7 separate regions of the Mus musculus genome follow, and regions 1, 2, 3, 4, 5 and 7 are each linked to region 6. The links are chromatin contacts, called in public ChIA-PET and HiChIP or PLAC-seq maps. All regions are on one chromosome and are shown on one strand. The core of a region is the stretch at or near the end of the contact, and the rest is flanking DNA. Distances in the headings are between cores, read along the strand shown. Region 1 overlaps Dusp22 (dual specificity phosphatase 22). Region 2 has its middle 20 kb from the start of Uqcrfs1. Region 3 holds the start of Dusp22 (dual specificity phosphatase 22). Region 4 has its middle 31 kb from the start of Gm35109. Region 5 holds the start of 4930519D14Rik (RIKEN cDNA 4930519D14 gene). Region 6 overlaps Exoc2 (exocyst complex component 2). Region 7 holds the start of Exoc2 (exocyst complex component 2).

What was found. ChIA-PET counts read pairs in DNA pulled down with a chosen protein or histone mark. HiChIP or PLAC-seq counts read pairs in DNA pulled down with a chosen protein or histone mark.
Region 1: an RNA polymerase II ChIA-PET map of memory CD8 T cells shows a contact between it and region 6, with 368 read pairs. The contact joins two enhancer-like sites. A contact is called at or near these places in 1 of 484 Hi-C or Micro-C datasets (nephron progenitors) and 2 of 115 datasets of contacts at active chromatin or transcription factors (effector CD8 T cells and memory CD8 T cells).
Region 2: a BATF HiChIP or PLAC-seq map of CD8 T cells shows a contact between it and region 6, with 9 read pairs. The contact joins two enhancer-like sites. A contact is called at or near these places in 3 of 15 datasets of contacts at CTCF or cohesin (CD8 T cells, large pre-B cells and pro-B cells), 2 of 484 Hi-C or Micro-C datasets (bone marrow-derived macrophages and nephron progenitors) and 4 of 115 datasets of contacts at active chromatin or transcription factors (CD8 T cells, T-cell acute lymphoblastic leukemia, effector CD8 T cells and 1 more).
Region 3: a BATF HiChIP or PLAC-seq map of CD8 T cells shows a contact between it and region 6, with 9 read pairs. The contact joins the promoter of Dusp22 here to the enhancer-like site in region 6. A contact is called at or near these places in 1 of 39 promoter capture datasets (macrophages), 2 of 484 Hi-C or Micro-C datasets (Th1 cells and macrophages), 3 of 115 datasets of contacts at active chromatin or transcription factors (CD8 T cells, bone marrow-derived macrophages and large pre-B cells) and 3 of 9 other capture datasets (adipose tissue, liver and macrophages).
Region 4: a BATF HiChIP or PLAC-seq map of CD8 T cells shows a contact between it and region 6, with 7 read pairs. The contact joins two enhancer-like sites. A contact is called at or near these places in 2 of 15 datasets of contacts at CTCF or cohesin (CD8 T cells and large pre-B cells), 2 of 484 Hi-C or Micro-C datasets (bone marrow-derived macrophages and nephron progenitors) and 5 of 115 datasets of contacts at active chromatin or transcription factors (CD8 T cells, T-cell acute lymphoblastic leukemia, effector CD8 T cells and 2 more).
Region 5: a contact with region 6 is called in a BATF HiChIP or PLAC-seq map of CD8 T cells, with 15 read pairs. The contact joins the promoter of 4930519D14Rik here to the enhancer-like site in region 6. A contact is called at or near these places in 2 of 484 Hi-C or Micro-C datasets (bone marrow-derived macrophages and muscle stem cells) and 1 of 115 datasets of contacts at active chromatin or transcription factors (CD8 T cells).
Region 7: an RNA polymerase II ChIA-PET map of memory CD8 T cells shows a contact between it and region 6, with 307 read pairs. The contact joins the promoter of Exoc2 here to the enhancer-like site in region 6. A contact is called at or near these places in 1 of 484 Hi-C or Micro-C datasets (CD8 T cells), 5 of 115 datasets of contacts at active chromatin or transcription factors (the 230-238 cell line, CD8 T cells, the SCID.adh cell line and 2 more) and 2 of 9 other capture datasets (liver and pancreatic islet).

What each region holds. Positions count from the first base shown.
Region 1 is chr13:30,681,062-30,683,937 of GRCm38.p6, reverse strand. All of the region lies in intron 3 of Dusp22 (dual specificity phosphatase 22), which reads right to left. Among named protein-coding and RNA genes, the nearest start is that of Dusp22, 22 kb to the right of the region's middle. Within about 2 kb of position 1,302, at least 32 of the 459 cell types and tissues checked have an H3K27ac peak or open chromatin away from gene starts, as enhancers often do. A contact at or near this core is called in effector CD8 T cells and memory CD8 T cells, where this site is marked.
Region 2 is chr13:30,563,781-30,566,480 of GRCm38.p6, reverse strand. No RefSeq gene overlaps it. Among named protein-coding and RNA genes, the nearest start is that of Uqcrfs1, 20 kb to the right of the region's middle. Within about 2 kb of position 1,355, at least 14 of the 459 cell types and tissues checked have an H3K27ac peak or open chromatin away from gene starts, as enhancers often do. A contact at or near this core is called in CD8 T cells, where this site is marked.
Region 3 is chr13:30,658,668-30,661,367 of GRCm38.p6, reverse strand. It overlaps Dusp22 (dual specificity phosphatase 22), which reads right to left and starts at 1,309. Exons shown (of 7, transcript NM_001037955.4): 1 at 1,222-1,309. The coding sequence starts at 1,242. Gm35158 (a long non-coding RNA gene) reads left to right here and starts at 1,325. Exons shown (of 3, transcript XR_382157.3): 1 at 1,325-1,917.
Region 4 is chr13:30,582,031-30,584,730 of GRCm38.p6, reverse strand. No RefSeq gene overlaps it. Among named protein-coding and RNA genes, the nearest start is that of Gm35109, 31 kb to the left of the region's middle. Within about 2 kb of position 1,295, at least 27 of the 459 cell types and tissues checked have an H3K27ac peak or open chromatin away from gene starts, as enhancers often do. A contact at or near this core is called in CD8 T cells, where this site is marked.
Region 5 is chr13:30,613,460-30,616,326 of GRCm38.p6, reverse strand. 4930519D14Rik (RIKEN cDNA 4930519D14 gene) reads right to left here and starts at 1,284. Exons shown (of 4, transcript NR_045975.1): 1 at 1,254-1,284; 2 at 371-565. It overlaps Gm35109 (a long non-coding RNA gene), which reads left to right and starts at 1,452. Exons shown (of 4, transcript XR_001780836.2): 1 at 1,452-1,763; 2 at 1,889-1,985.
Region 6 is chr13:30,812,190-30,814,993 of GRCm38.p6, reverse strand. Exoc2 (exocyst complex component 2) reads left to right here. Exons shown (of 28, transcript NM_025588.2): 28 at 1-1,076. Among named protein-coding and RNA genes, the nearest start is that of Irf4, 64 kb to the right of the region's middle. Within about 2 kb of position 1,328, at least 51 of the 459 cell types and tissues checked have an H3K27ac peak or open chromatin away from gene starts, as enhancers often do. A contact at or near this core is called in the 230-238 cell line, CD8 T cells, Th1 cells and 2 more, where this site is marked.
Region 7 is chr13:30,972,787-30,975,510 of GRCm38.p6, reverse strand. Exoc2 (exocyst complex component 2) reads left to right here and starts at 1,464. Exons shown (of 28, transcript NM_025588.2): 1 at 1,464-1,515.

The DNA.
Region 1 (2,876 bases), core at 53-2,552, 130 kb after region 6:
TCTGTCCAACCTATACTCTCTCTGGAGCACTGAATGGACCTGCATTTCTAACAAGCTTTGGAAAACAGCAGGAACATATCACCCAGAGCTCTCGGGTGTGCATATCCATCAGTTGTCCGAGTGTCTGCGCCATGAAGCTATTATGTAAGGTACTCTGACACCTCCCTTGCCCCACCCCACAACTGAACAGGAGATAATTCCTTTCCACTCTACCCAAGAAATGGCTATTTTTAACTTGTTTCTGAGGTGCCCAGAGGTTAATGGTTGTTACATCTTTTTGATGGATTACTCCTTCTGACATTACAGTAGCTGACTCTTTGCTTTGTACCCATCATGTGTTTGTCTAATAGACAACAGGGAACCACTGTTGGTCCCTCTTTCTTTTGGCTCAATTTGCTTTTGAATCTTTCCCCATTCTTTCATTTTTAACATTGCTGTATCATTTTGTGCGACAGTCCCAGATCCAATCTGATCTTTTATTTCTAGAAAACAGATCTCACTCCTTAGTAGTCCAGGTCAAACCCTTATTTCTAACTAGGAATAGGGCAGAGCTTCCAGGGGTCTCTAAGATGTGTATCTCCTCCCTCCCTTCTGTTTCTGCACTGATAACTACTGGAAAAGCAGTCTGACTGTGTCACTTGATTGGTACACAAATCTTGGGTGAGTCTCTAACTCCCACAAGACTCTAAAGCCTAACAAACAACTGGTCCTCCTTTCTGAGGCTGCCTTTCCAGTCTAGCCACTCTGATGCATTGCACTCTGTCTGCTGAGCCTTTCCAACAGGCCAGGACACACCCTGCACCGCATTACCATGTGTTGCTCTTTACTAGGAATCACATTCAACTGTCCTCACTGTCACCACCTAGCAAGCTCTTGTTATTTTTCAGGACCAAACAAAACTCTCACCCTTTGGTACAGTCTTCCTGGCTGTCACATTCTCCTGGGTGCCTTGGGGACCCTTCTACCTGATACACATTTGCAACTCTGCAACACTGGGATGATTTATGTGTCTGTATCAATGTAGAACCCCTTGATATTTCTTTGTATCATCCAGCAATCCAAGGTAGGCTAGGGAGCAGGAGCACTCCAGGGAAGTCTGATGAGGAGGGACAACTGAAAGCCTGGCTATGCTCCCAGGAGGCAAACATAGCATTCCTTCATTTTGGAGGTTTAAGAAACACATTTCCTCAGAATCACATGGTATCAGGGGCTCCAGCCTTCCTCTTGCCCCACGAAGCCTCATCACACTAGTACTCCATTTGCAGACAGGATGCTGGCAGAAGAGCAGCAGGCACATAAGAGCCAATCTCTTCTGCACTTGGCTGCTCCACACAAGCTGAGTCAAGAAAGAACAATTACTAGACAGTTTTCGATCCCTACAGTAATTATTTCTATTTGAGTCATATCTATTTAAGTCTGGGGTTGGCTTCAAACAAATTTGCTTTAACACACAAGAGGTACTGTAACCCCTGAGCAGAGTAGGTACCACTGATTTTGAGATGACATCTAGAAAATTTCCTAGAGAAGCGAGACCCAGCTAAGGTTGTAAGAAACAACCATCAATTAGAAACTAAGCCCAGGGCAAACAGTTGCTTGCTTCCCAAGACACTGGGATTCACCACCAGTGGGTAGTTTGGTGCTTGTGCAAGGCTGGTAAAAAACAAAATCAGCCAGTTTGGAGGAGACAGCAGGCATCTACAGAGGAATCACTGCCCAGTGCTTGAAGCTGCAGCACTAGGTGGATCTGTGAATCCTGAAAGAAGGGCATAAATGCATTCCTATGCCCAGTCAACCCAGTAGAAACAGACTGTTTGATGTTGAAAACAAAGCCTCTGTCGTTGTAGACATGTCCTGGGCTAGCTTCTGCCTTTGAAGATTAAGACAACATGAAGTGGAAGATATACTTTCTTTGTATCTGCTGACCACAGACCACAAAGGATGTTTGATGCCACGTATCACACAAGAATCCATGGCACACGGTGATAAATACACACACACACACACACACACACACACACACACACACACACGCACACAATTTTTTCAAGCTAAGCCTGAATATGCACATGCAATATACCCATTGTTATCACAGGCACTAAGGATATTGCTCACTAATCTCTCTTGGCCATCACTCAAAGAGATACTCTTGTTGCAGTGGTTTTCAACCTATGGTCAAGACTTCTTTGGGGGTCAAACAGCCCTTACACACGGGTTACCCATCAGATATTTACATTATGATTCATAACAGTAGCAAAATTACAGCTATGAAGAAGAAACCAAAATAATTTAATGATTGGGGGGTCACTACAATATGAGAAACTGTATTAAGAGTCATAGCATTAGGAAGGTTGAGAACCACTGTTCTTACTGGAACAAGACAATTAAAGATTAAAAGAACATAAGGAAAAAACTACTCCTTCATTCTTGGGGGTCTGTTATTATTCTTTCAGACTCTATTTATATATGTAATAGAAATATGATGATGATTTTACATTTTGTATAAGAGATCATATTATAAATATTTGCTTTGATTTGCTTCTGTTTCTTTTTTTATATTTTTTATTAGGTATTTTCCTCATTTACATTTCCAGTGCTATCCCAAAAGTCCCCCTATACCCTCCCCCCACTCCCCTACCTACCCACTCCCACTTTTTGGCCCTGGCGTTCCCCTGTACTGGGGCATATAAAGTTTGCAAGTCCAATGGGCCTCTCTTTCCAGTGATGGCCGACTAGGCCATCTTTTGATACATATGCAGCTAGAGACAAGAGCTCCGGGGTACTGGTTAGTTCATAATGTTGTTCTACCTATAGGGTAAGCTTCTGTTTCTTAAAGAGCTGTTTTCTTTAAATACACCACATCCCCTCTTTGGGGATTG
Region 2 (2,700 bases), core at 106-2,605, 250 kb after region 6:
TGGTAACTTGGGCCTCGAACATCAACACCAACCCTGACTGCAGCAGGGCCTTGGACCTAGGCATGGCCCTTGGTGGCAGCATGGACCCAAACATCAGCATGGCCTTGGGTGACAGTCCAGGCCACTCATATCTGTATGGCTCCAGGGACAGCACAACCCACGGATGTCAGCATGGCCTTAGACTACAGCACAGACCATGGGCATCTGCATGACCCTTGGTGGTAGCACGTGCCACAGACATCAACACATCCACTGGCAGGCACACTCTTCTGCCATGTGCCCATCTGTGGCCTGCACTGCCACCAGAGGCTGTGTTGATGTCGATGGTCTGGGCTGCCTTCAAGGGCCTTGTTCTACTTGTCTGGGCCCCTACTGCAGGAGGGGACCATGCTCGTAGTCAGTATGGTCTCCAGAAACAGTGTGAAGGCACATGGTCTGTGCTTGCACTGACGGCAAAGATCAAGGAGATTACTTTGGTTGTCGTATCAATAACTGCAGACACATAGTTGAGGGGGAGGAGTGTGGAAAACTTCAGTGACACCCCTTATCCCTCACAACCCCCTCTCTCCCCAAAAGTAACAGCCTAGACTAGAAGCCACTGAAGAGAACACCTCAAGAGTATGATAAGGATGCTGATGTAGCTCTCCACGATTGATGGCTTCTGGTGGAAGTGCGGCAGGGGAAGGACTCAGTTCTGTTTAAGGGCAGGTTAGGGAGAGTTTGGCCAAGCTCCAGTGAGTACATGCAGATAGCACACATTAGATGTTTTACTCTTTTTTTATCTTTAAAATATTTTTAGGGGAGAGGTCACAACTGGGAAGGCAAACACAGGGCTGGGGAGTGAATATGATTGGGGAGCATGGTGTGAAACTTCCAGAGAATTAATAAAAATTCTACTTTGAAAAAAAAAGACAAGACAAGACAAGAAAGAAAAAGAAAAGAAAAGAAGAGAAGAGAAAAGAAGAGAAAAGAAAAGGGCTGAGGCATGAGTTCCCCTGGGAGAAGGGAATTATTAAGAAACGACAACCATTTAGCTTCTGTGATAAAGAGATAAGCATTCTTAGTCACAGATCAGCACAGGGTCTTGAGAGGATAAAACACAGGGCAAAAAGGTCCTGGTGTATGACTTATTGGGAAGCCCAGGAGAGGCTCAGGGTAGGCACTCAGGGATATAGAAGGGGTCTCCAAAACAGTCACAGATGTGTGCTAGGGGGACACAGTGAGGAGATGGGGATTTCAGAGGCTTCTGGTTCCCATCGTCCCTCTGATGAAAATGTTCCTAGAAAGGAAGTGACTGACTCTGAGTCACACAGTGCTAGGACTAGAACCCAGCAGTCTGCCCTTTGCTTCAGAACCTCTGTCTCTGAATCACGTCTTAAGGCTGAGGGCACTAGTGGAGACCTCTTAGGCTGTAAGAACCAGCTCTCTACAACTAGTTCATTGGAAATTGTGGGCTACTGGAAAGTGACATTAGTATTGGCTACTGGGCAGGGGACATTGTCGAGAGTTACCAGAAACCCAAGATGGAAGAGTTACATAGCTCTTCAGACCACAGGAACATCTCACGGTGCATCTTTGGGCACACTGTGATTATTGGATGTAGGTTTTGTCCTGGAGTCCCAGTAACGTTCATAAGCTAGCTAGGCATGGATCTCAGCTCTGCCCCTGGCTACCCCGACAGTTTCTACACAATGGCTTTCTCTCCTTCGATTCATTTTCCTCTTTGAGATGGTACATTCTAGTAGTATGTGCTGTGATCTGGAGTTTGACTGCTCTTTCTTACTCCAACATTGCCAAACAGGAGCAGGGAGATTGGGAGCATATTTACCTCTTTGTGCTTCACTTTAATCAGCCATAAAATGAGGACAATTGTATTACCTATGTACAAAGCTGCTATGGTAGTGAACAAGTTTGCTTGCATAAGGAGCCTGCAAGAGGGTCTGGAACAATCTTCAATAAAGCACAGCTGTTACTTGTGTTCACTGATGGCCAGACATAGGGGTGACAACATGGTCTTAGATGACCGAGTTTTGTTGAGCAACGGATATATGTGCAAGTACTTTGAGACTTGGAACATGGAGGGCCAACCATTTAAATGCGATAACTTTAGAAACCAATCATAAAGAGGCCTGTTCTGCAGGTACTCAATACATTGTTATGGATTTGATGGCTGCTATTTTAACCAAAAGGATATTTCATTGCAAAAGGCCAGTTCATCCTTCAAACTGCATGTTTGAAGAGCTTTAGGCTTAGATACCGCTGGTTTCCCCGTCTTTTTACTGAGGGACATCCACCAGTTTGTCCAGCACAGGCTCTCTGTAGAACTGGAAATAGAGATATACTACACAAACATCATCCATATTGCCTCTCTCTGTAGTCTGGGGAACGAAATACAAAATAAATTCAAATTGGTTTCTACAGTAAGATTAAAGACTGGTCGATATTTGACTTTACTCTGTGTACAAGCTACCAAGCCAGCTTGCTACTGCTTTGTGGATAGAAACAAAGAGCATTGTTAGGTGTAGCACAGAAACAATCACTCAGCAGCAGGTTTGTTCCCCTTGTCCCACTTCCCACAGGTAAGCAGTATGCTCGGATTGATGCTGGGCATGCAAAAGAATGTAGAACACAGGGGGATTCACCAACCAGTCAAGTGTTCTTTGACTGGGGGCCTCAGGCAAACCCCTCAGGGTTACAAAC
Region 3 (2,700 bases), core at 60-2,559, 150 kb after region 6:
AGTATGAAAAGAATATCCCTTAGGCAATCAATCACTTGTATACCTAAACCCATTCTTTCAATTAGAATATAAAATACTAGAAACCAAATGCAGAAAGGGACAGTAAACAGTGGCGCCAACTAGAAATGTCAAGGGAAAGCAAGCAGAGTCTGTCAGCCCCAGGCGGACATCTTCAACCGGTCTAATTTTAAAAGCAGAAAGCTCAGAGCGATGACTGATCCCTGTGCTAATGGGAACATAATACAAGCATATATTCATGAGAGGGAGTTTGTTTCAAATTTGATCACTGGCGAAAATAATAATAATAATAATAATAATATAATAATAATAATAAAATAATAAAATCCTAGTCACCAACACACAAAAGTCACAACGCACAAAAACATGGAGACTGTGCAAGGAGCATGCAGGCTTCCATCAAAGACATGTTCGTTCCCTCCTCGGTCTTGGATCTCTGCCTCAATAATCATTCCCATGGAAGTAACTAAACCACTGCAGAGCCCCTCGCCACAAAGCAGAGACAAATGTGAAAGGGTGAAGAAAGAAGGGGAGAAAGCGAGCCACACCGTTAGAACCTATAAACATGATGGATAAAGTAAGTGGAGACAAGATGGGGGGTAACACCAGAAGCTAACCAAACCCAGGACCATTTAAAATACTTGTAGAAGTACTTGTCTTAGTCCTGGGCATCCAGAGCCTTAGTAAGATTTCTCTTTGAACCAGCAAGTTCCTTAACCTTGAGACTGACACAAATAGAACCCGGAGGACTGTCACCGCCAGATCATCCTCAATCTAGGGGGTAGGGGTGAGAAAACCGGCCCAGAAGGTTTGGGCCACCACAGGGGCAAAGAAAGAGTTTCTAGAAGGCCTTGCGGCCACAACAGCCAGCCAACAGGTTGCCCTAAGGAAGCCCCACAACCCAGGGTCAACCAGCTCCAGACACCGAAAGCCATGTCAGTTCTAGGGTTTCCGTGAACTTCCCCCACCAGAGTGGCTTATCTGTGCACGCGCACACAAATCTGGGGAAAAGAGGAAATTACAGAAGCCGCCCATCTGGCCCGGTTCACCAATGCTGTGGGTGGCAGACGTCAAGGGGCCCGGTCTCAGGGGAGGGAGACAGACCAGCTCCAGCATGGGTCCCCCGCTCTCAAAGGGGCACGCTGTGCGGGTCAGGGCTGCGGAGGCTGCAGAAAAGAGGGTGCGGCCGGGACCGGACGTTACCTGGCTCATCCCACTCCCCATGGCCGCGCCGGGCTCGCCGCTCCGCGCTCGCGGGAGGAGACCGGGCGCGCAGCCGGGCGGGCAGGCGGGCGGGGCAGCGGGAGGCGGCGCCAGGGCGGCGCTCGCTGCGCGCTCCACCCGGGACGCGGCATTACTGTCCGGCCGTGCGGACGTCGGGGACAGCGGCCCTCGCCCCCGCGGCCGGACGCCCAGCGCGCACGCGCTCGTGCTCGCGCATGAGCCCCAGCCTACAACCCTGCAGTTTGCGCACGCGCGCCGGGTGGGGGGTGGGGTGGACGGAGGCAGGCGCAGCGGTAGGGGGGTCCCCAAGTCCCTAAAGGCGGTTTCCCCTGGGGCTCCCTGGTGCCAGTTACGGGCAGTGTCTCAGGCCTTGACTCCCCTGTTAGAGGGGCTCCCCTGTCTGGGTTTTCTGAGCCAACAAGGCGGGGGATTCCTGTGGGCCCTGCCCCACCCAACTCAGACCGAGAAGGAGCATGCTCTGGGAAAGGTGGGCTAGGTGACTCACCTCTGCAGAGACGTGACCCTGGTCGAGGAGAGGAACCCAACTGTCTCTAAATGGTCTTTTTCAGGGCAGTGTGTTGCAATGACTACCCCCAGAAAGCCCCCACGTACCTGCACTGCGGTTTTGTCTAGCGTGTGCATGCATTCTAGCATGTGGGCCATCTATCATCCTTGGTAATTTTTTTTTCCCCGAGACATCTGTGTAGCCCTGGCCCTGGCTGTCCTGGAACTCACTTTGTAGACCAGGCTGGCCTCGAACTCAGAAATCCACCTGCCTCTGCCTCCCGAGTGCTGGGATTAAAGGTGTGCACCTGGGATTAAAGGTGTGCACCACCGTGCCTGGCTTATCCTTGGTAAAATTTTAATTTCCTTTATAGGCACTAAGACCTGGGGGTTTGAACATCCCTTTCACTTGGGTAACCCAAGACCCTCAGAAAACACAGATACTTAACATTACTATTTAAAACAGTAGCAAAATTACAGTTATGAAAATAATTACAGTTATGAAAATAATTTTATGGTTGGGGGTCACCAAGTTATGAGTAGCCATATTAAAGAGTCACAGCATTAGGAAGATTGAGAACCACTGAACTAAAGGTTTCTCATTTCCATTTTGTATTCTTGACAACGCCCTACACCCAGTAGATGCCAGTACTTGTTGAATGAAGATAATGCCATGTTTCAAGCCCAATTCTGCTGGCCTTAGATCACCCTCCCCCTTCCTGGAATCAGCCCCAGGGGCTGCTCTGTTTTTTCTTAGACATCCTAGGCTTGATCTTACACAGGGTCCTGTGTTACTGACATCTCAACGCCCAATTCTTTGCATAGCTTTTTTGAGGTCTTAGTACAAAGGTCATCTCCCCATAGATTCTTCTCTCAACTAAAGCATCCAGTTTATAAGATATACTCCAGGTACCTATGACATTACTGTGTCATATTTTTTTCATACACTTAGGA
Region 4 (2,700 bases), core at 46-2,545, 230 kb after region 6:
TCTGTAGGTACCAGGGAGCACACATGGTACACAGATATGCATATAGGCTAAAATCCACATAATTAAGCAATAATTTTTTAAATTATAATATTCAAAATAAAAAGAAGGAAGGAAGTTAGTGGAGCTGATGGGGGAGGGGAGGGTGGAGTTTGCACAGGATGGTGGCATAGACCCAGAGATGGGTAGGAGGAAAGAGAAAGGACACATATAAGGTACCCTCTCATTGATCCTGGGGCAAAGCAGGGAGCACTCATGCCCTAAACTCTATGGGAAAACATCTCAAATTTCAGGTAAAGGTTTTGGGCTATGGGATTCACACAAAATGACATGTGTAGACCCGGAGGGAGAAGAGTGACACCAGGGAGTCTATTATGGAAGTCACAGTGCCTGGGAGAGCCTCGCCTTCTGGGAGATCCACAGATACCTGAGAGAAATCAGACCTCCCCAGGAGTGAAGAATAAAAGACAAGACAATTAATTCAGTTTCATGGGATTTCAGCCAGAGCTTGGCTCTTCCTATACATTAAGAAAGAAATGCTTTGCTATGTGCAATTACTACCCAAAGTCCTGAGACATAGATCTATTCCCTTCCCCCACCAACAGAAGTCAGTTAAAAACAGGGGCTCTCAGGGAGTAACTGATACTTTCATAATTTATGGCTTGGTTTCCTGGTATGTACTTATGTACTATCCTCCTCTCTCTCTCTCTCTCTCTCTCTCTCTCTCTCTCTCTCTCTCTCTCTCTCTCTCTCACTATTATCAACTTGGTGATTTCCTCTCCACAGAGAGAGGCACCCTTGTGGGTTTTTCCTGTGATCTCCTAAGTTTCTCCCTAGTGGTCCAGGACTTCACCAATGGAAAAGTCACAGACACACCCTTGCCCCCATTAGGCCTGAGCACTCACATCTCTAGATTCCTTCCTTCTTACATCTGGAACATCACTGACCTTTCTGCTGAAGCGTGGTCCCTGTCCTCAACACAGGCCCAAACCTGAAGTAGTCTGAGAAGTAGCTGCTGATTCAGGGTTCAAACTGGGACACACAGAACAGAGCTAGAGCTAGTCAAGGCTCTATTCTCAAAATGCAAAGGAAAACACCACTCTTCAGTCCAGGACAAGGACGGAATTAATGGCTGGCAGAAAAGAAGGAGTTTTCTGAGCATCTCCATAGAGCCTGCTGATATGGACCTGTGAAGTGCCTTCCACAGCTGCAACAGAGCGAAGGCTCCCCAGAGAAGAGAAGCCTTTATGTGGAGGCTCCGGTCATTCTTCAGAACACAGCTCTTCCCTTTTCTTCCTTCTGGGGGAACTCCTAGCCCACACCCTGGCTACTTTGAAATAGAACAGGTAACCAGAGCCTGCACAAGCTTGGGGGACACTGGGGAAGTGGGAAGGACAGTCCCTCTGCACAGGAGACACTCAGTGAGTGACAATCAGCAGTTTCCCACTGTCCAGATGGTGACATTTAACTAGCCAAAGACTGGTACAAAGTCCCAGGCACATGAATCCCTGTTGGAACTTGGCTTTCCCTTGAAGGCGTCACTTACTTTTCTGATGACCAATTTAGCAACTGTCTGTCACTCTTTTGGCATGCTTGTACTTTTAAGGAATGTTGGGTGCCAGAGATGAAGACTCAAACAGGTAAAGAAACGTCCTTGCCTGGCCCCCATCCCCAGTACAGAGGATCAAATCCATGGCCTCTTATATTTGGGTAACCCATCTACCATCGAGCACCTCCCCAACCCTTTGACCCTTCATTATGAAAGAAGAAGAATAAAGAGGTAGTTTTTTTTACATAAAGGGAAACACGTCTGAGACTGGAAGGGATCTAGTGAGCTGATACCCTCCTACTTCTGCCTCCTGCATGATAGGATCATAGCCATGGCCACCACCCTCAGAGTTACCTTCACTAGTGCCTATAAAACAGGAAGCATGCTATGCAGCTCCCTCTGGGGGTGCCCTGAGGAACACAGTATGACCATGAAAAGCACCCAGGAGCTGTAAACCAGGCATGAAGCAAGTTCATCTTCCCAGGATGGGTGCTCCACCCACAGGGCCTGTCTGCAACATGGCTTGAAAATGCAACTCCAGCTTCCCTTTTCTGGAAACTGTCTCCCACTCTGTGGCTTCTCCTGCCCACTACATGCACTATGTGGCTAGATAGTTTTTTGTCTGCTGCCGTGTCCACCAAGCAAGCATCGGTTCATTACACTCCCTTGCGAGATCAATAAGTTCATCTTCCGCTGTAGTGATACAGTACTGTCATTTATGGGTGGCTGAGGGCTGCTTGCCCGAAGCTCCTTTTTCACTTCATGATAAATTATTCCAGATGCTTTTTTTAACCTGAGAGCTTCCGGGGCACCTCAAGAAGTAAAATGCAGAGCTCTGTTTCTGTTGCTTCAAACACAGGCAGTTGAAAACATGGGCTTATTGAGAAGACCCAGTTAGCTCCTCCTCCCCCTGAGTGGCAAGCACAGTGCTTTGTTCTGTGTTCCGCCCCAGAACAGTGGCTGGCAGCACTCAGTAAGTACTGTTTACCAGGGTTTTGTGTGGATGCTGGGAATTGAACCCAGAACCTCATACATGCTAGGAGAGTGCATTATCAGTGAGCTTCACCTCACCTCCCATTGTCAGAACCAAGAAGACTCAGGAAGGCTCTGTTTGCCTCAGAGGTGTTCGTAAGAACTCAGAGGACCAGATAGGA
Region 5 (2,867 bases), core at 35-2,534, 200 kb after region 6:
TTGTGCAAACTTTATATGCCTCAGTACAGGGGAACGCCAGGGCCAAGAAGTAGGAGTGGGTAGGTAGGGGAGTGGGTGGGGAAGCATGTGGGGGACTTTTGGGATAGCATTGGAAATGTAAATGAAATAAATACCCAATAAAAAGTGAAAAAAATAAATCTAAAAAAATAATAAAATAAAAATAAAAAAACATAATCACAGGTCCTATAAAAATAAATGAAATAATTCTTAATTTTAAAATATGTGAATAAATGCCGTGACTAGACACTTTAAAAAAAAAAGGAAAAATGGCTATTATAATCAATTCAGTAAAAATTCCAAGAGTTATACATATGTAGGGAAGGAATTAGGAATTATAAGGTAATCTTACAAAATTGTTAGAACTGTTCTTTCACGAAGTAATGTTGGATACAAGTTGGTAAACCATCGAATCACCCATCACAAGGACAGTGTGCAGTGTGCCATCTGAAGTCCTCCTGTTAGAAACAAGGATGGAATATGGATGGGAACATCAATACTCGGCAGCATGTTTGCAGTGGTAACCACGGTAGGTGTTTATCAAGCTCTGTGGACAAAAGAAAGAGTATTTGTATTTTGTTCTATGATAAACCTCCAGTTCAGGGCTGTATTGTACGACAAAAGTTGTCCCAAGGAGATGCAACACACAAGTCTGCTCACCCCAGAGAGGAAACTCATGACAAACCAAAAACAAATACCAACCAAGTCCAACTTGGTGAACCAGTGAGTTTTGTTGGGGGTTATTCACAGAAATAAGGTTGAAGGAGTTAATTACAGGAGCAGAAAAAAAAACACAAATACAAACTGCATCACCAAATCCCACAGTAGCATAGATAACCCTGGGAACCTGGATCACACAGCACACCCTGTCTGCAGGGAGCTCAGTAAGTTGGGTTGTAGCTCTGGACTTGAATCTCTTCCAGACAACTGGTCTGGTCTCAGAGTCTTCTCTGCAGCTTGTCCTGTCTGAGAGTTACTCTCAGCTTTTTATTATGCTGACACAGACTAGTGAATCTGGTCAGTTTCAGGGCTGAAGCTATTTTTGAGTTGCTTACCTCCCTGTTTAAAAAGGCTCCCTGAATGATGGAATGTTTCAATATCAGAAGAAACTGTTACCCAAGAGGGTGAAACTTTGAAGCTAGAAGCTTAAAAGTAATGCAAAGGCCACATAAGCCGATAACCCTCTAGAAGCTTCTAGAAGCACCGAAGTGCCACAGAGGCATACGATTTCCTACCTTTAACAGTTATGCCTGAAGCCTGGGTGACCTGTAGTCCAACGATAATGGGAATGGGGATGAGTTAACTCAGGGTCAAAGGAAATTACCAAAAAAGAAAAACATAGAAGTGGTATATCTGGGAAGGCAGGCCTCCGTTGCCTTGGACTCTGTGAGAGTGGTTGCCATGGCACCAGCAGTCAACAGGCTTCTTGTGACCCCTCAGAGCCAGTAGGTCTCAAATGAACTTGGCTCTTGGATATGAGCACATGCTTGAAATGAGGGGAGGGTGAGAAGGCAGACCTGAGAGGGCGTGTCTATGCCATAGGGAGAAAAAAACACTCAAAGAGAAGCCTGCTCCAGACTCAGAAAAGCCAGACCATTGCACTTTCTGTCCACATGGCTTCCAAGGCAGAAACCAAGCTTCCATATGCCTATGACAGTTCTTTCCAGAAAATCCTTCAGTTTCCTCAGAAACCCAGATTCCCAGGACCTGGTATAGATGCACCAACAGGGCAAAGATCTGGCTTGGTGAGGTTGTGCTTGTGGTTATCCTTTCAATGCCTTGGTTGTCCACCTGGCTTAATAGACTCTGATCATCTCTTATCATATGAAATGTATAAATAATTTGACCTCTCGCTCTCTGTTCTCCCCAGTGAGAAGTTTCTTTTTGTAAAGTGACTAACCATACTTCTTCACACTTGTCTCTGTGTGGGTGGGCACCCTGTCCTGGTCCTGGTCAGTTTAAACAAGGTAAGTTTCTTTTCTGCCCTTTGATGTCAGGAAGGAAAAAAAAAAACTGAGAAACCAAGAGACAGAGAGAGAGACAGAGAAAGAACATGCCTGAGAGAGACAGAAAGAGAAAGAGGCATAAATGGAAACAACTACTGAGGGGAGGGGGTGAGAGTGAGAGAGACACTGAGAGAGAAGAGAGAGAGCACTCGGAGGGAAAGCAACTCGTTCTAGGAAAGTGTCCAAACTCTTCTTCCTTCCTTTTAACTTTTGTTTATGAAAGGGAAGATCTTGGTGCTCACTCATCCCAGGTTTCTAAGGTGAGAACTGTTGCTTTTGGGCCTATCTGGGTTCACTGTGGACATGGGTAGGCCACACAGAAAGGAAGGGGGAGGCACTTTTGAAGAAAGATATGAGTCCCTGGCTAAGGAATGGAAGACAACTTACTGACAGTGGGAAACTCGGAAGAATGTGTTCCCAAGTGTCCGTGTGTCAGAAAAACGCAGCTCCAGCTCCCAAGCTGATCCGAGAATGCTCTCCACATTTCTGCTTCTATCCAGGCACCATCCATGGTATAGGATCCAGTGTCACAGAAACAGAAGGGGCGAGGGAAAGGGTCAGCAGTGCTTTGGACCAAAAAACAAATTCTAGGTGCTTGGGCAGAACAAGGGATAGCCTTTACCTCCATCCCGTTTGTTCCCCTCCAAGGCTCGCTCTCTCTCTCTCTCTCTCTCTCTCTCTCTCTCTCTGCAGAGCTGGATTCCCAGGTAACTCTACAGTTTGCAACAGGCACTTTCTTTTCCAAGATTCTTAATTGGTATGCAAAATAGCAGGCTTTATTGTAACATGCTTACACATACTTATTATGTACCTTGTTAATATTCATAAGCCCCAAGACACTTT
Region 6 (2,804 bases), core at 79-2,578:
AGTGCCCCTCTTCTAGGCCTACTGTTGGCAGTTTCCAGCCCAGGTGAGACATTTGAGAAGAGATTTGAAGTCACAGTTTTTAGAGCTTTGTCCTAAACTTTAAAATAACCATTTCATACAAGTGGTTCTAAGCTCCCCACCCTGTTTCTGTAAAGAAAAATATACAGTCTACACATAAAAATGTTAATATTTGGATAAATTTGTGATCCACAAGTCCTCGTATGAACTCTGAATTTCATAGTCTGACTTTCATTTCTCCCAGTGCTAAACACTGAAGCTTGTGGTTCTCACTCAGCCTTAAGCTGATGGATCACTGCAGTGGTGTGGGGAGGGTTCACAAGGACCTGTATGTGGAGGCCCTGTCACACCCACAAGGCCTGGGGAAGGCTTGTGGTCTTCAATGCAGCCTAAAGATGAAGCCAGGCTCCTCGGCAAGGCAGCACTCCCTCCCCCTCTGCCACTTCCCACGCGGTGAAATGTCTTGCTCCATAGCTGGAAAGAGGCTGCTCTGGCATGGGCTGTGTTTTGTAAAGATTTGAGGTGCCCCAAGTGACCAGGCACTGAGCTGTGACTCAGTGGTGAGTGGCTTGCGCAGTAGAGTCAGGTCATTGTGACCTGCAGGCAGCTTTCACCTCACTCCATCCTTCCGTCAGCCTCTGTTGCACTTCACTCTTCAGACTGATCTGTGGATAATGTAGGCTCCTCTTCTAGAGTTGACAAAACTAATTCCAGAGCACAGCATATGTACCCTGTGGATTATTTAAGGTAAATGAGTGTATGTTTATTTATCACAGTGACTGGAAGTAGAAATTGTAATCCTTTGTTGCAAAATAAGTATGTACCGCATTGTCTCCTCCCTGTGTGCTGTTATTATATCTGACATAAACAAACTAAATTCCAAAGCAGAAGTACAGAACCATTTGTTATTTTAAACACCTAATAAATACAGTGCACAAAGCCAGTAGTTGTCCTTCTCTGTAAGACCCCTATCTTTATTTCACCATTTTTATTAGCTCTGTAATTGCTTATATTCCTGATTTTAAAATCCACAATAAATAGTGGAGTTCTCTCTTTTATGTTGTGTTTGTGTCTTCATTGTTAAACACCATGTATCAAGTGTCTTGTTAGTTTCAGTAGGAGTGTGCCATGGACACTACTTCATTGCAGACAGTGCTAGGGCACCAAATAGGCAGGCCAACAGAGAGATGAGTTGCTTCTGAGACGTTAAGGCTGGGAGGCACCTAGAGACCCATGCTTGCACTCACAACCCTGGTTTCCCTTTAAGGCTGGGAGGCGCCTAGAGACCCTTGCTTGCACTCACAACCCTGGTTTCCTGGCGCTGAACTTCACCACAACCCACTTCTTCCTCCCAGGTCAACACAGTTTCTGTCATCCTTCCCCTGGGGCCACAACTCAGGGAGAGCACATGAGCACGAGGGTTGATGAACTCCAGCATCACAGGACATGGAAACACTTAGGGTGGAGAGAATGGAGGGCGGTGCCATAAAATCCCAGATCAAAATGAGGGGTTTCAGAGACAACTTCCAACAAGTCATGGGGGGCTTCTTGGAGGAAGGGGCTTTCGAAAGCTTGAGTTAGAGGTGAGTGGTAAGATTGGTGGTAAAGTAGAGACAGAGCAAGACCGTGAGTCAGAAGGAAGTTGAGAGCCAGAGCAGATCTGACACAGGACACAGAGGACGTGAGGAAGAATAGAAGTGCTCCAGGGCTTCCTTCCTAGGGCAACTTCTGGCTCTAGCAAGGCCATGCCTGTGTGGCTCAGTCAGCATGGCTTCATGAAAGTTAACACATTAGTCTCACCTTTAGAACTAAAGGACTACTAGAAATAATTTGCTTTTTTTTTTCTAAGACTTTCTGTATCAATGTACCATGAAACTGCCATGTTCTAGAAATGAATGGGCATTGCAGGTTGCAAAACAAGCCCCACTGGCACAGACAGCTGCAGCTCCCCGACTCCCATCTCTGTAGGCATTGCATGCAGTTCTTAAAGACAATGCATGGACCGTGTGACATTACACTTGTGCTGTGAGTGCTAGGTAGAGGTGTGGACTTCTATTTTGAATGTGTGCTGTAGAGTACTTTACTATTATGTTAAGAGTTCTATAATTTACTTCAATTAAACTGCTTTAAAATAAAGATTAGGAGAGTATGGGTTTTTAGCTCTGTCCTTTTGATTTTCTCTTTCCTTGGTGTCTGTTATATTGCCTCCTTCTACATCTCTGGTTTTGTTCATTTGGTTAGGAGTTTGTCAGTCTTGTTTATCTTGTCAAAGAACAAAATCTTTATTTCATTAACTATTTGTGTTGATATTTATTTTTTTTATTTCATTAATTTGAGCCCTGATTTTTTGATACCTCTTCCCTAATATTATTTTATATGTAGTGTTTGTTCTTGTTTTCCCTGGGCTTTCAAGTTCATCATTAGACTATTTGAACTCTTCTCTCTGTCTCTGTCTCTGTCTCTCTCTGTCTCTGTCTCTCTCTCTCTCTCTATCTCTCTCTCTCTCTCTCTCACTCTCTATTTCTCTCTGTCTGTTTGTTTTAATGTAGGCATTTAGTGCTCTAAACCTTCCTCTGGCCATCATTGTGGCTCATAGATTTTGGTATATTGTATTTTTATTTTCATTCAATTCTAGGAATTCTTAAATGTCCTTGATTTCTTTTTGCCTCAGTTATCCCAATAGTGTGTTGCTCAGTTTCCGTGAGTTTTGTACTTAGTTTCTGTTGCTTTTGAGATCTGGCTTTAATCCATTATAGGCAAATAGAAGGCAGAACATAATTTTAATT
Region 7 (2,724 bases), core at 215-2,714, 160 kb before region 6:
TTTATGTTAACAAAAGAGTCTCTTTCCTCTTCTGAGTGTTTCTGTTTCACTAGCATAGTATATTTATTATTATTATTTTTTTTTGATCCAGGGAAAACTCTGTGAGTTTTCCAGAGCCACCATTCTGGCTTTGATGATAGGCAGCCTTACCTGACAAATGGCATGTCACTGAGACCTGAAGGGTTTTGTTTCACAGTGAAAGGCTCCGTGACTGCCAGAGATTTCTTACAGTATTTCCTTAGGACCTCTGCTGCCAAGTCTCTTGCTCACGAATAAAGAGTGTTCCCTTGATCTTCAAAATGGATGGTCTGGAAACACTTTGACGTATCTTCTCACAAATAGGAGAGAAAAATGAAGCCATACAATATCTCTTAATTCATAGTGCCTGTACGACACCCTCTTCAGTGTATGTACTGAATGAAGCATAAGGTATGCTTCACAGAAAGATATCTGAAAAAAAAATAGCTTAGGCCAGTGGCTCTTAACCCCCCTGGGGGAATGATCTTCACGCAGGGGTTGTTTAAGACCATCGGAAAACAGATATTTACATTGCCTTCATAACAGTAGTAAAATTACAGCTATGAAGTAGCAACATAATAATTTTATGGTTGGGGGTCACCACGATATGGGGAACTGTATTAAAGGGTCTCAGCATTAGAAAGGTTAGGCTGTTATTGGTCTTAGATAATGGGCACCCCGTAGCTACTTCTCTCCACAGTCATGGCAACACAACCACAGGTAGACCCTATGCTTCTGCCATTATCCTCTGCTGAAGATCACTGTCCTTCGTTCCTGCTACAGAGGAAGCCACAGGGATATGTCTGCTTCAGTTCAGCTGGCCATCTCCAGAGTCCACAGGAGGGTACCTTCAAACCTTAGGGCTTATGGGCTGTAGATAGCAGTCGTTTCTATAATATGGGGGTCTTGTGAGTTTGCAAATCAATTTGCCACTCAGACCCTTGGGACCCCAAAGCTCTGACCTGTGAGAAATCTTAATAAGGCGGGCACTCCTGGCTAGATGCAGTCCTTTGACTGAGGTTTGCCTCTTGACCTGGTGCTGATCCCTGACCGCTGTGGACTCTTGGGCAACATCTACTGTGACTCTAACCGACTGTATCCTCTTTACCCCTCCCCTCTTTTTCCTCCCCGAATTCCACCCTTCCACTTTCTCCCTCTCCTCCTTTCTGCTTCCCTCCTTCTTTTCTCCCTTTCCCATCAATTCCTCTTCTCCTTTCCACCTCTCCACCCTTCTCTCCTCCTCCCTCCCCACTTTCCCTTTCTTCCCTCTCTGTCCACTTCCATGCCGTCGATATCCTCTAACTTCCCTTCTCCATAGTCTGGTCCTCCTTCTATTCCTTCCCCTCTGGGAAGAGGCGGTCCATCCAGCACTCGGTGCTCGGCTAGGCGGCGGATCGACGCGCTCGGCGCTCGCGGCGTGCGGAAGTGCGGCCCTAGTGCTGGCTGCGGCGGCCTGGAACCGGTTGGCTGGGACCTGACACCGCCTGCAAGCTGCAGGTGAGTGTCGCGTCCTGGGTGAGGACGCCCCGGGTCCGGAGTGGAATTCCGCGGTGGCACGGGACCGTCGGGGCTGGGCGACCTGGGGAGGCGCGGTGAGGGACCCGGGGCGCGGGGCTGAGTGTGGGAGCCGCGGGCCGAGCCTTCCCCACCCGCCTCCGCGCAGGCCGCCGGGCTGGACCCGGAGGAGCGGCTGGTGTGCAGGGTCTGCTTGGAATCTGTTTAAGTCCCCCGCGCTAACGTGGACGGGAAGCTTGAATGGTTTCCTTTACTACTCTGGGAGCAGCAAGTGCGGGTTCAGCCACACCTCCATTCGGCCATTTGAATGCCTTACACTAAAAACACTAATGGCAACTGGTTATCTCTCTACTAACTTTGTTTATAAAGCTTAGCTTGTGATGGCCCAGGCTTGGTAACAGATTCCCCCAATGGCAAGGAACTGAAAGTCAAAACAAGAATGATCTAAGTGTGAACAATTTGTGATTCGAAAGGTGACAGAAAGACGCTGATGTGTGCTTGCCTCTTACATGTTCTCTTTTGTTTGACACAGTAGACAGTATTTTTAAGCAGGGGAACCTCTGTTTGTTGGAAACAATTTTTGGAGTTATTAGAAAGTAGTCCTTTTTTTTTCTTTTTCAATTATTTAATTTACTGTACCAGACATTTTGAACTATTACCTTCCAAAAGGTGATACCTTGAAGATTACATTCAAAACATTTGTAAAGGCTGTATTCTAGTATGGGGCTTCTTCAACTTTTGCCACCAAAAATTTATAAAGAATTTCCATGGTTTTATATGTAAGTTTATAAAATAGGTAGACAATCTATGTATTCACTATCTGTAAATCACAAAGCTTTTTATTTTAGGACAATTTTTGTATACATCAAACTTACCATTTATTAAAGATGAAAGCATAGAGTTGGATAACTCGGTTCTTTTCACATACATAGTTAAGTCTTGGTTTAATATTTGTAACTACGGGACACTGAGCATCTTCAGGGCTTTCCAGAGCTGATTGATTATTTTAATTTTCTAATCATCGGTAGGAAGAGCAGTTCTACATACAAATACATAGTACACAGTGGTAGAAGGACAGTTAGAAACATTTTGGAGATTGTTGCAAATTTGTCCTTACTCCCAAGCCGAATCCATTGGTGATCTTTTAGAACTTCAAATCAGCAACGTAAAAACCAGTTTTTCAGATTAAAA